Regions from separate parts of the Mus musculus genome. Here regions 1 and 2 are each linked to region 3. The links are chromatin contacts, called in public promoter capture Hi-C maps. All regions are on one chromosome and are shown on one strand. Each heading gives the region's core, a stretch centred on a gene start, on an enhancer-like site or on the middle of the called end of the contact. The rest is flanking DNA. Distances are from core to core; before and after follow the strand shown. Region 1 holds the start of Pard6b (par-6 family cell polarity regulator beta). Region 2 holds the start of 2310001K24Rik (RIKEN cDNA 2310001K24 gene). Region 3 holds the start of Trp53rka (transformation related protein 53 regulating kinase A).

What was found. Promoter capture Hi-C pulls out the DNA fragments that hold promoters and counts their contacts.
Region 1: a promoter capture Hi-C map of pre-B cells shows a contact between it and region 3, with 4 times the contacts expected there. The contact joins the promoter of Pard6b here to the promoter of Trp53rka in region 3. A contact is called at or near these places in 2 of 39 promoter capture datasets (liver and pre-B cells).
Region 2: a promoter capture Hi-C map of pre-B cells shows a contact between it and region 3, with 2.8 times the contacts expected there. The contact joins the promoter of 2310001K24Rik here to the promoter of Trp53rka in region 3. A contact is called at or near these places in 2 of 39 promoter capture datasets (liver and pre-B cells).

The regions. Positions count from the first base shown.
Region 1 is chr2:168,078,744-168,082,417 of GRCm38.p6, forward strand. It overlaps Pard6b (par-6 family cell polarity regulator beta), which reads left to right and starts at 2,261. Exons shown (of 3, transcript NM_021409.2): 1 at 2,261-2,616. The coding sequence starts at 2,551. It overlaps Gm39990 (a long non-coding RNA gene), which reads right to left and starts at 1,983. Exons shown (of 2, transcript XR_867010.1): 1 at 1,757-1,983; 2 at 1-1,017.
Region 2 is chr2:163,470,465-163,473,841 of GRCm38.p6, forward strand. 2310001K24Rik (RIKEN cDNA 2310001K24 gene) reads left to right here and starts at 2,081. Exons shown (of 1, transcript NR_028122.1): 1 at 2,081-2,539. Fitm2 (fat storage-inducing transmembrane protein 2) reads right to left here and starts at 2,165. Exons shown (of 2, transcript NM_173397.4): 1 at 1,939-2,165. The coding sequence starts at 2,111.
Region 3 is chr2:165,491,540-165,495,271 of GRCm38.p6, forward strand. Trp53rka (transformation related protein 53 regulating kinase A) reads right to left here and starts at 1,775. Exons shown (of 2, transcript NM_001007581.1): 1 at 1,508-1,775; 2 at 1-172. The coding sequence starts at 1,763.

The sequences.
Region 1 (3,674 bases), core at 1,011-3,510, 2.6 Mb after region 3:
CAGTAATAGCAGCCACCCAACCATCATCCACACAGACTTGGGGCCACAGGTCCACAGTTCTCAAGGTGTGACCCGCTCAGGGCAGAGGCAGGAGAAAGGTGAGATTGGAGGTCCTGTGCTTTCTGGCACATCGGTTTTCAGAGTGGCCCACGGGTCCACTGGCACCTGGAAACCTCGCTAGGGGAATTTCCAAAGTCATATTGTTCTCATGAAGGCGTCGCATCTCACCTTCCTTGTCTCAGAAGCAGATGATGGAGTTTTCCGCAAAAGACAGGACAAATGATGACATCATCTTTACCTGCTTGGAATATGTATTGTGCATTGTTTTAAACGCGTTTCTGGTTTAGTTCCAATACAATAAACACTCATAGGCATTCACAAACTTGGAGGTTCCCTGTAATGTTTAGTTTCAGGGGTCCTGGGACCCAAAGAGCTGTAACTGCTGGGCTGATGCTGTTGACCAGGGTACTGGGCCTGTGGCTGCCCCTCAAAACCACAAATCTTCTTTCCACCACACAGGTATGGGTTGGGAAGGCAGTGTGAGATTCAGCTTGAGGGACAGTCTCTCTCTCTCTCTCCAGGACTTCCACCCCAGAATGGCCAGGGAAACCTTAAAATCGCCTACCAACAGCTGGTGAAGAGATTCGTTCAAGGGGAAAGGGGCTTCTTATCTTTGAAGCTACAGGGTGTAGCCTGGAGAAGCCACAGATTCGGCTCCTCTTGTCCCCAAATACATACATGAGCGCATGACAAGAGCCTGGCTCTCCCAGGGTGAACAAACAACTGAGCAAAGCCAGGGTATCCCCGCCACTGGGTAGCTTTCATTGTACATAGAGTAACGCTGTTTCAAGTGCACGTGCACGAAGGAAAATAGAAAAGCTGAACCCCATCACAGCGGAAAGATGTTAGATTCTGTGGTCCAAGGGGAGAGTGGGCAGGAGTGAAGGCCCCTGATCAGCTAGCTCTTCAGCCCTCTGTGGGGTAGGAGGGTCGTCGAGGGAGACTTTCACTTTTCTCCTAGCACCAGCAAGACCAATGGGTAAACAAAACAGAGAGAGAGGCAGCAGCCTCAGTGTGGGGCGCTCAGAGATTAGGAATTGGTGTTGTTACCCCAGGACACAGCTCGGTCACTGGGGGAACAGAACACAGCCCAGAGGCTGGCGTTGGTGCAAACAACAAACGGGCAAGAAATTGCTCCACAGAGAGACGACTTCAGCCTCAGAGGGCGGATGGTGAGGCCCGCAGGGAGCCAGGGCCTGTGGGGACCATCGCAGGCCTCAGCTCCCTGGTCCTCTCCTGATACCCAGGGCACCCTCGGGACAGGGAAGATCTAGAGCAGTGGTTCTCAACCTTCCTAATGCTGTGACCTCGCATTCTGATGACCTCCAGCCATAAAATGATTTTCCTAGCTACTTAACTGTAATTTTGCTACTGTTATGAATCGCAATGTAAATATCTGTGTTTTAGGTCTCAGGTGACCCCGGAGGAAGAGTCGTCCTGGGGTCAAGAGCCCACAGGTTGAGAAGCGCTGATTGAGACGAAAGTGCAGTTTCCAGGCCTAGACATCCCCCCACCCCCGACCCCCAAGCTTCTCCCTCTAATGACTGCTGCAGAGGCGGGAAAACTTGAAACTCTTTCCACAATAGTTTCAGGGGGCCGCCAAGAAGCCGCAGCATGGGGGGGGGCTCAGGCCGAAGAGGGGCCCCAGATGCCCAGTCACCCCACATCATCACGGCAAGGGAACGGCTGTACACACATTCCAAGCAGGTGACTAGGGCGCGTTAAAGATACGGGCGCTCCCGACCCGACCCAGCCGGCGAAAACGCTCGCGCGCATGCGCAAAATACACACCCTCCTGAACGGCAGTCCAGGTGCGCTCGCGCTTCCGGCCGGCCTTCCCCATCGCCTTCTCGGGGCGGAAACTCTACAGCCGGCGCATGCGTCCTACTGCTCCCCCGGCTCAATCCAGAGAGGCCCCAGAGCTTCAGGTGATCCCGCCCCTCCCTCGCAAGGCAGGACCAATCGCGAGGGCTGTGGGCGGGGCTTCCCAACCACGAGGCCCGCCCACGGGCCGCGCGAGCCCCGCAGGCTGCGTGCCGATTGGCTGACGCCGCGGGCGCAGGTGCGCGCTTCCCATTGGGTGTGGGCGGAGCGCAAGCCGCGCGCCGAAGCTGCAGGTGAGCGCGCGCACGTGCCGCGGCCGCGGCCCAGCTCGGTGCACGAGCGCGCGGGCGCGCGTCCGCGGGGGAGGCAGCGGATAAGGGAGGCTGCGGCGGCTGTAGGGCTGTGCTCCGCCCTCTCCTCACCGCCGCGGCCGCCGCCGCCCCCGAGCCTCGCTGGGAGGGACCGGTGTCCCCGCCTGCTGCACTGGCAGTCCGACCCTCAGGCCGCCGCGGAGCAGCCGGCACTGCGCTGCGGGGAGGACCTCAGCAGGTGCCGTGACGAGGCGCCGTGCGGCGCTTCGAGTCCCGAGCCCGCGCTCCGCGGCCCCGCCGCCCGCGCTCCCGAGGGCCGGCCCCCGACGAGGCCGCCGGCGGCCGGGCACTCAGCATGAACCGCGGCCACCGGCACGGGGCGAGCAGCGGCTGCCTGGGCACCATGGAGGTGAAGAGCAAGGTGCGCGGCCGGGCGGGGCAACGGGGGCGAGGGCCGGTGGGATGGTCGACGCGGGGCTGCCCCGTGAGGACGCAGAGTGGCGGGATGGTGGACCTCGGCTGCCCCTGTGGGAACGCGGGCGGAGGGCGAGCTGCTGGCCGAAGCACGTAGGAGAGAAACTTGGTGGAGCGCGGCGATGTGAGGCGTTTGCGTCTGCTCCGCAGCACAGCCCCTGTTTTCTATCCTTCATATTCCCGCCTTGCTTTTAGGGTGGGATGAGGATCGCTCCAGTGCAAGGTGATGGGATAACTTTGGGGGATCCCTTCACCCCGGGCACGAGCCAGAGGCTTTCGGAACACCTTGTTGTCTTCTCGTATAACCTTTTATTGGGGCTCGGGGGTACATCGAGTGGAGGAGAGCTCTTTTTCCAGCCCTAACTTTGGTATGCGTCTAATCTATGAAATTAGCGCTATCGCCTTACTCTGGTGCTGCGCTTGACAATTTGAGACGCTGCTGTTTTCATTCCGACTCTTCATTCGGAATGCTTTCCCCCTTGGCGGATCTGCCAGTCTTCTGTTAGTGACTTCAGTGTCGGTGGGATTCCTCAATCCCAAGGCCGGGTGAGCAGAGTAGCCCGTGGGGATTAGCTGGAGAATGCCGTCTTCCAAAAGGGGCTTTTCAGATGGAATCTGAAGGTGATCCGTAGCCACCGGAACATGTCGCCAAGCTTCTCCTGACTTTGAACGGCCAGGAGGGGCAGGATTATGTAGCCTGGTTCTCGGAGAGTTCTGAAATGATAAGAAACCCTGCTTTTAAAGGGTGTGACTTCCCCCAAACTCGGCTGTAGGACCAGGTCTTGCCGATGGCTTTTTACTGAGCAACTTGTAAAACGGTGGTAGAGGGCATTGCTGACCGTGAGAATTTAGAGCAAAATTGTGGCTAGACACACAGAAGGAGCGGTGTATCGAACACCCACTGCAAAAATAAGAAGCGTGGTGGTTAAGGGACCCCTGGGGGAATGTCGGTCCGGGAAGTGGGGTGAGTGAGGAAAGCTACCTGGAGCCTTTGTGGTTCCTGGG
Region 2 (3,377 bases), core at 831-3,330, 2.0 Mb before region 3:
ATTCACAATTAGCTGAGGAGGAAGGGGTCGGTCTTTTTTTTTTTTTCTAAGTATAGCCCAGGCTGTCTCACACTGCCTATGCAACTGAGGATAGTCTTGAACTCTGACCCTCCTGCCTCCACCTCTCAAGTAGTGCCATTATAGGCACCACATCCAGTTCTATGTGGTGTTGGGGTTCAAACCTGTGTGCATGCTACGAAAGCACTCTATCAATTGAGTTTGTATGGCCGGCCTTCATTTGATCCATTTCACAGATAGCTCTGGGGGCTCAGAAAACTGAACTTTGCCAAGGCCACATACACAACGGCAAACAGATTGAGCCACACTTTACACAGCCCCAAAGTTCATGTCTGTTCGACCACACTAGTGTTCTATTCTACAAAGCTGGTAAGTCTTATAAGGAAGAGCTTTACCGGCTGGAGAGATAGCTCAGCAGTTAAGAGCACTGACTGCTCTTCCAGAGGTCCTGAGTTCAATTCCCACAACCACATGGTGGCTCATAACCATCTGTCATGGAATCTGATGCCCTCTTCTGGTGTGTCTGAAGACAGCTATAACGTACTCATATACATTAAATAAATCTTTAAAAGAAAGAAAAGAAGAAAGAAAGAAAAAAAGAAAGAAAGAAAGCGAGCAAGCTTTAGTTCAAGCTACAAGACCATGGTTTGAATCCTGATTCTGACTCTTATTTATCTTCAGGCCTCAGTTCCCTCAGCTAGAAAAGCCAAAGGCACCAAACCGTTTTTAAAATCTCTTCCAGATCCAGTGAGTCACTGCCAGTTCCCTCCCATTAATCAGCATCATGTCTTGGAACAAAACATTAGAATCCATGGCTACCCCTAAACAATTGGCGTGCCAGGCTGCTGGGCTCCTGGTTCATTAGGCCAGATACAGCAACATCTGCCATGTCTGCCTCCTCTGAGCTCATGAAAGGTGGCTGACCTGGAGATCTGGGCAGAAAACACCCACCAAAGAGATCTGGAACAACTACCACCCTTACACTCTATTCTTAGACCAGCCACTACGAGTGGGGAAGGATGAAGGTGGGCCAAGGACAGGGCTCTTCTTCCCTAGGTTCCAGTAGTTTCTCAGACGCCACCAAAGGGCCCATTACTAAAACCTTCACAGGCTTGACAAGGAAAGCCTCGTTAAAACCAAGGTCTGTCAGAAACCTGACTCAGTTGCCCAAAAGAGAAAACCGGGTTTGAAGTAGATTAACAAGAGAGGCAGATTGTCCACAAGCTGGAGACACTCACTAGTCTGAAGCATTAAGCTCACATGGATGGAGCAATTTCATCTTCCAAACTCCCTGTCTAGCTCCAACGGAGTGTTGTGCAATAAACTTACGATGTAAGTGTTTCTAAAGGACTAGGAAAGAAATAAGTGGAGTTTGAGAGATGTCCCAACGAGATCGGCTGGGGTTGTTTTCCTGGGTGACTGCCATGCACTTTAGAGTACTGAGAAAGTCCAAGGAGATCCAGGAGAAAGGTCACCAGAGTGAAAGGTTTCACGCTTGCTTCTACTAACATGGGGCAGGGATGGCAAAAGCTCTTGGGGTGGTGGGTGGGTCTAGAGGTGGTTCTTTAAGTCAACGGTGGGATTTTTGCCACAGTGGTTAAGAGAGGGGTGTCTGACTAGCCGGCAAGAGGAAGGTGACATCTCCCTGAACAGGACAGGGGCAAGCGCCTAACTCTGGGGGCGGGGGAATAGCCGCTCCAATGTACCCACTGTCACTTATAACCCACCCGTCACCGACTCGATCCTCCTATCGGAATGCTCACATACTAGGCGCGAATGTCACTTGCTTTCCCAGGGTCCCAGTGTCGCGACACGCGCGCGGACGCGCCTGTCAAGACAGGGCTCCCTCCCGATGACTCGCCTGCCCCAGCATCCAACTGGCTTCTTGGGGCGCGGGGGCCCGGAGCCCGATGCACTCACACGTTGAGGACGTTGCGCTTGTTGCTGAGGTAGCTCTCGGGCAGCGGGGACAGCTCCTTGACGACCGAGCCCGCCAGCATGGCGGCCACCAGCGCCCAGGGCAGGTGGCGCCGCACCGTCGCCCTCACCAGCGTCCCGCGGAGAAACCACGCGCAGCGCTCCAGGTGCTCCATGCCGGTCCTTCTCGGCTACCGTCCGCCTTCCAGAGCCTTCTCGGCCACCGTCTTACCCTTCGCCCGAGCTGGCACCACCACATCCCCTCTGGGCGCATGCGCGCTTCCTGCAAGCTCCGCCCCCTAGAGGGCGTGTCTCCCTCTAGTGGCCTTGATGGGTCTCTGCAGAGTGCAGGTCTGCATTTACCTGCGCCGCTTCCACTCATCGCCCCCAAGCTACTGGCTGAGATCACTGCAGGCTGCTCTTTGCCTGGGCAACCTGCTCCCCTCATGTTTGTGGGATGGGATTCTCGCTTTCTTTATCTGCAAAACAAACAAGAGACCCACCTTTCTTAAGAGCTAGTTTGGGAGTTCCGTATATTGGGTCAGTTATAGGGTTTTTCAGATGAAATTTCTTTGCAAAGTCATTAATAAATTTAAATCTTATTTACTTGTTTTGTTTTCAGACTGGGTTTCTCCAAGTAGACCTGGCTGACTTGGAACTCATTCTGTATAACCAGGGTGGCCTCGAACTCAGAGATCCCCTAAACTTGACCTCCAGAGTACTGAGATTAAAGTCATGTGCCACTTCGGGTTTTGAGACAAGTAAGGGCACTTGTTGCCAAACCAAATAACCTGGATTCAGTCCTTGGGATCCACATTGTGGAAGGCAACTCCCATAAGTTGCTCTCTCCACATTGTGGAAGGCAACTCCCATAAGTTGCTCTCTCTCTCTCTCTTTCTCTCTCTCTCACACACACACACACACTAAATAAATAAATAAATACAGATAAATAGATAAGTAAATAAATGTAAGAATGAATCAGCTGAAAAAAAAAAGGATGAATCAACTGTGTTGTTGACTGAACATCTTGGGCTCCCAAGGTTTGCAGAGCTCACATGAGGTACTGGTGACTCAGTCACTCAGTTTTGTCCCTTAGCTAAGCTCCTAGCCCGTAATGTTAGGTGTCAAAGTCAGGGCTTCCCAACCATGAGTTATTCCTTAGTGACTGTAGTTTATAGATTAGCACTTTAAAATCAAGGTGAAAACTCAAACCCATCACTTTCTAATTATTTTACTATGTTCTATTATTATTTATGTTCTTGTTTGTCTATTTTGAAACAGGATCTCTTACGTGACCCTGGCTGGCCTGGAACTCACTTTATAGAGAGGGCTGGTTTTGAACCTGTGTTGTCTTCCTGTCTCAGCCTCCCTCTTGGGTGCTGGGATTACAAGCATGTCCCATCACATCTGGTTTATCTATGCCTGAGCCTACCTGTATCCAT
Region 3 (3,732 bases), core at 525-3,024:
CCGGCCAGAACCTGCCCCATCCTCCTGGCCAGGTCCAAGAGGCACTGGGGGTCCTTTTCAGTCTCCATAGTGGATTGGATATAATCCCGAACAGTCACCGAGTCTTCGATTTCTTCCATATATAAGCAGTTAGACGCATAGTCCACAAAGAAGACGACTGGGGCAGCTATCCCTGCAATGGACACACGTGGTTAGGGAACGCATCTTCATGAAGGCCAGCTTCATGCACAGGCAGACAGCTTTGGAACAGGGTTTAGACTACTGTGGAAAATGATACAATTTATCCAGAGCTTGCCCTGTTAAAGCCCTGCAGGACTACGGCCTGAGACCAGGCCAGGGTAAGTCTGGAAGTATCAAGGCTTGCTCCTCCTTTCTCAAGCCACCTGAGGACTGGAATTCATTGCTGCTCCCTAAAAACAAACAAAACAAGAAGCCAGAAGGAAAGCATCCTGCAGTCTGGGCAGTTTCTACCTGACAGTCACCAGGCAAGTGGCTAAGCAGGGTGTCACCTTACAGGCTCATCTGTGCTCTGGAACAGGCAGGTTCAGATCCCTTATTAGGCGTGAAACCTCAAGGTTCCCTTAGCTACTCTATGCCTCAGTCTCCACAACTGTAAAGTGGTAACAAAACCTCCAGTTAACACCAGGAGTCTCTCCTGAATGTCAACCAAGTTCAGAACAGTTTCCTAGAAACTGGGGTACCAAGGTAGCCCCCACCCATGTCTGATAAAACTTACAAAAGGTAAAGGAGAATATATGAACACTTCTTTATAACTCCATTGCCCCTCTAGGGCAGAAAAGCACAGGCCTGTTCACTTCTGCATTTCCCCTGGCTCCTGGCACCTATCAATGTCCTGGCAGTGGGCACCTAAAAACCATTAAAGAGAAAAATAGCAAAGGCTCGGTGGTTCTGGGCCACAGACAGGCTGCCTGGTAGCTGTGGAACCTCAGGCACTTCCCCTCTTTGAGTCTCATTTTCTCTGGAGTAATGTTGTTGTTGTTGTTGTTGTTTTGTGGGGGTGTGGATGTTTTTTAAAGAAAAGAATAACAATTTAATGAAATCAAACATTTACTGAACTATGTCAGCATAAGAACATGTGATGCATATGCCTTCTTTAATGACCACAATATCCCTGAGATTCCGGTGACATACAAGGTAACTGGGCTAGACGACTCGCTGAATGGCTACGAGGGAGACAATGCAGGGAGAATGTGAATCCACAGAGCCCGGCTCCTGCCACCCGCCTGTCAGGACACCTACTGCTTAAGACCACCAAATGGAGAGGGAAGGACGGTAAGCAGAAACAGAGAAATGAGAAACGGAGGGACCCGAGCGCTAAACAAGCCCCGCGAACCAAACAGAATGGCGTCCTGACTGTCGCCTTGAGTCCTTAAGCATTGCCATCTGATCCTGTCCCCTAGAAATCGGAGCCCCGTCTCTCACGTCCCACTGGTCTCCCGCAGCCCTGTCTGTCCCGTCTCCCGGAGCCCCGTCCGGCCCCCCTCACCCGCACGGCGGCAGCGGAGCAGCGCGCGCGCCTCCTGCACTGTCCGCCGCCGGCCGAGCCGCGCCTCCAGCTCCGGGTGCCGGTAGCTCTTCGGGAAGCGGTGCTTCACCACGGCCGCGCGGCCCTGGAAGCGGCCACGGAAGACGCGCGCCTCGGCGCCCTGCTGCACCAGCTCTAGGCCGCTCAGGAAGAGGCGGCTCCGCTCGCGCGCAGCGGCCAGCGCCTCGGCCTCCGCCTCCGAGGACGTGCCAGCCATGCCTCCGACTCCTTCCGACCCTGACCGCGCCGCTTCCGCTCGCTTCGGAAATCCTCCGGCCTCTTCCGCCATTAACACCGCCCCACACAACACACTTCACCCTGCTAGTTTGGTTCCGCCTCGCGACCTTTCCGCGCTCAGCGGAGCCTCTAGGACCTGTAGACTTGGCCCTTCCCTGTCTGTCTTCGTGAGCGCTCAGCAACTTTAGGCCAACAGCTTCTCACTCTTCATCACGGTGATGCTCCGGCTTTGGGACCTTTTTTTTTTTTTTTTTTTTTTTGAGACAGAGTCTCACGGTGTAGCTCAGATTAGCTTTGAACTCGTGTCCCACTTCAGTCTATGGAAACATGCTCTAAGCCGGGAAGGAGGCAGGGACTAGGCGAAGCTTTCTATCCGGAGACGCCACCTGATGCCTGGCACCAGCCTGTCAGCAGCCAGCACCATCCCTCTCAGATCCGGTATCTTCAACTACAGAATGAGGCTGCCTGGTTCTGCTAGGGTGAGGGCTTATCAGAATTAAGAGGCTGATTACGCGGTGCCGGTGGACAGGGCTCTCTTCACATGGCCTTTGACCCCCTTGTCCCTGCCCCACGCTCCTTGGGGCTCTGTTGAAAATACAGAAGAGAAGCCCTTGAGTCCCGGGTTGCTATGGCACCAGCATCTTGGCTCTGTGGTCCCTGGGTTTCGTTCATATTCATGGCAGGTCCCTTTTCATAATCAGACCCTTTGTGTGGGCAAAATGTGTTTTCCAGCAAAGCGCACCCAGAACCCGGTTCGTTTATATCCCCCAGTGCTCAAGTCTGTAGCTTCATTATCATAATTGTTTGTGTCCACCCAGCCGTCTCTATGGTAACCAAACCCATCTGAACCCTTGCCTTAGAAATCTAACTGTGCAAAGGTGCTGACCAAAGCCAGGCTTGCTAAGTCAGGCTGAGTTTAGCTCTTTAAAGCGGCTTCAAACCTTTCAGTGTCTCCCTACTGTGCTAAGAAGAAAGACCTAAACCTTAACTGGGCCCATGGACTCCTGCATCCCTTATAAACCCTCCCCTCTCCAGAATCCCCACCCATCCTCCATGATGCTCCCTCGGCACAGAGCCTTTGCACCTGCTATTTCCTCTGCAGGGAAATGTTTGTCCAGCTCCATATCACCTAGAGCTGCAGGTTATTCTCCACTGCAGGGTCACTTCCCCAGACAAGCCCTTCCTAGCCTCTATGAGGAGAGTGAGTTCAACTGTTATCAGCCCTGGTTTTCTACTTTCCAGACCTGTTTCAGATTCCCTTTGGTTTTGGCCGTTCAACTGCTTGATTGATGACCCACCCACCCCCCAACACACTTTACCCTGCTAGAGTGGTTCCCATCACACAGAGCCCCCCACCCTCCTGCTGTGTAGCTACTCACAAGGCAGGGATTGTATTGCTTCCATCTCTCCCTCAGCACCAAAGAGGTGGGTACTGGCCTAGAGTGTCTTAGGGATGGTGCATATGTGTGATCCCAACACTCAGAGGCTGTGCAGTGCTCAGATGCTCAGACAGGAGACTGCAAGCCTGATACTAAGTGAGACTGGGGGGTTGAGGGTAGGGACGTTTAGATTCAAATTTTGACCTTTTAAAAATATTTCATGAGTGTGTGTGTGTGTGAGACTTTTTTTAAACAACCAAATGGGGAAGTGGAATTGACAGTTTCTTGTCTACCTGAGTGCTGAAAAGGTCGTTAGAGATGTGGGTGGAAACCTTAAAGCACTGAATGAGTAAATGAGTTGACTGGAGAGATGAGAGACAGGCTGGTCCACAACTGGCCCCTGTAACTTGGCGGGAGAGCAGGAAGCTGGTGACTAAGGGTGGGTGGCAGGGACCCTCTTTATTTTGCTATTTCCAGGGGCAGGTAGTATAAAGTGCAAGTTTGACTGTAAAGTCATATATTCCAGGCTCCATCCCAAGAAATATCAGAAGGGAATTTGGTAGGGATTCC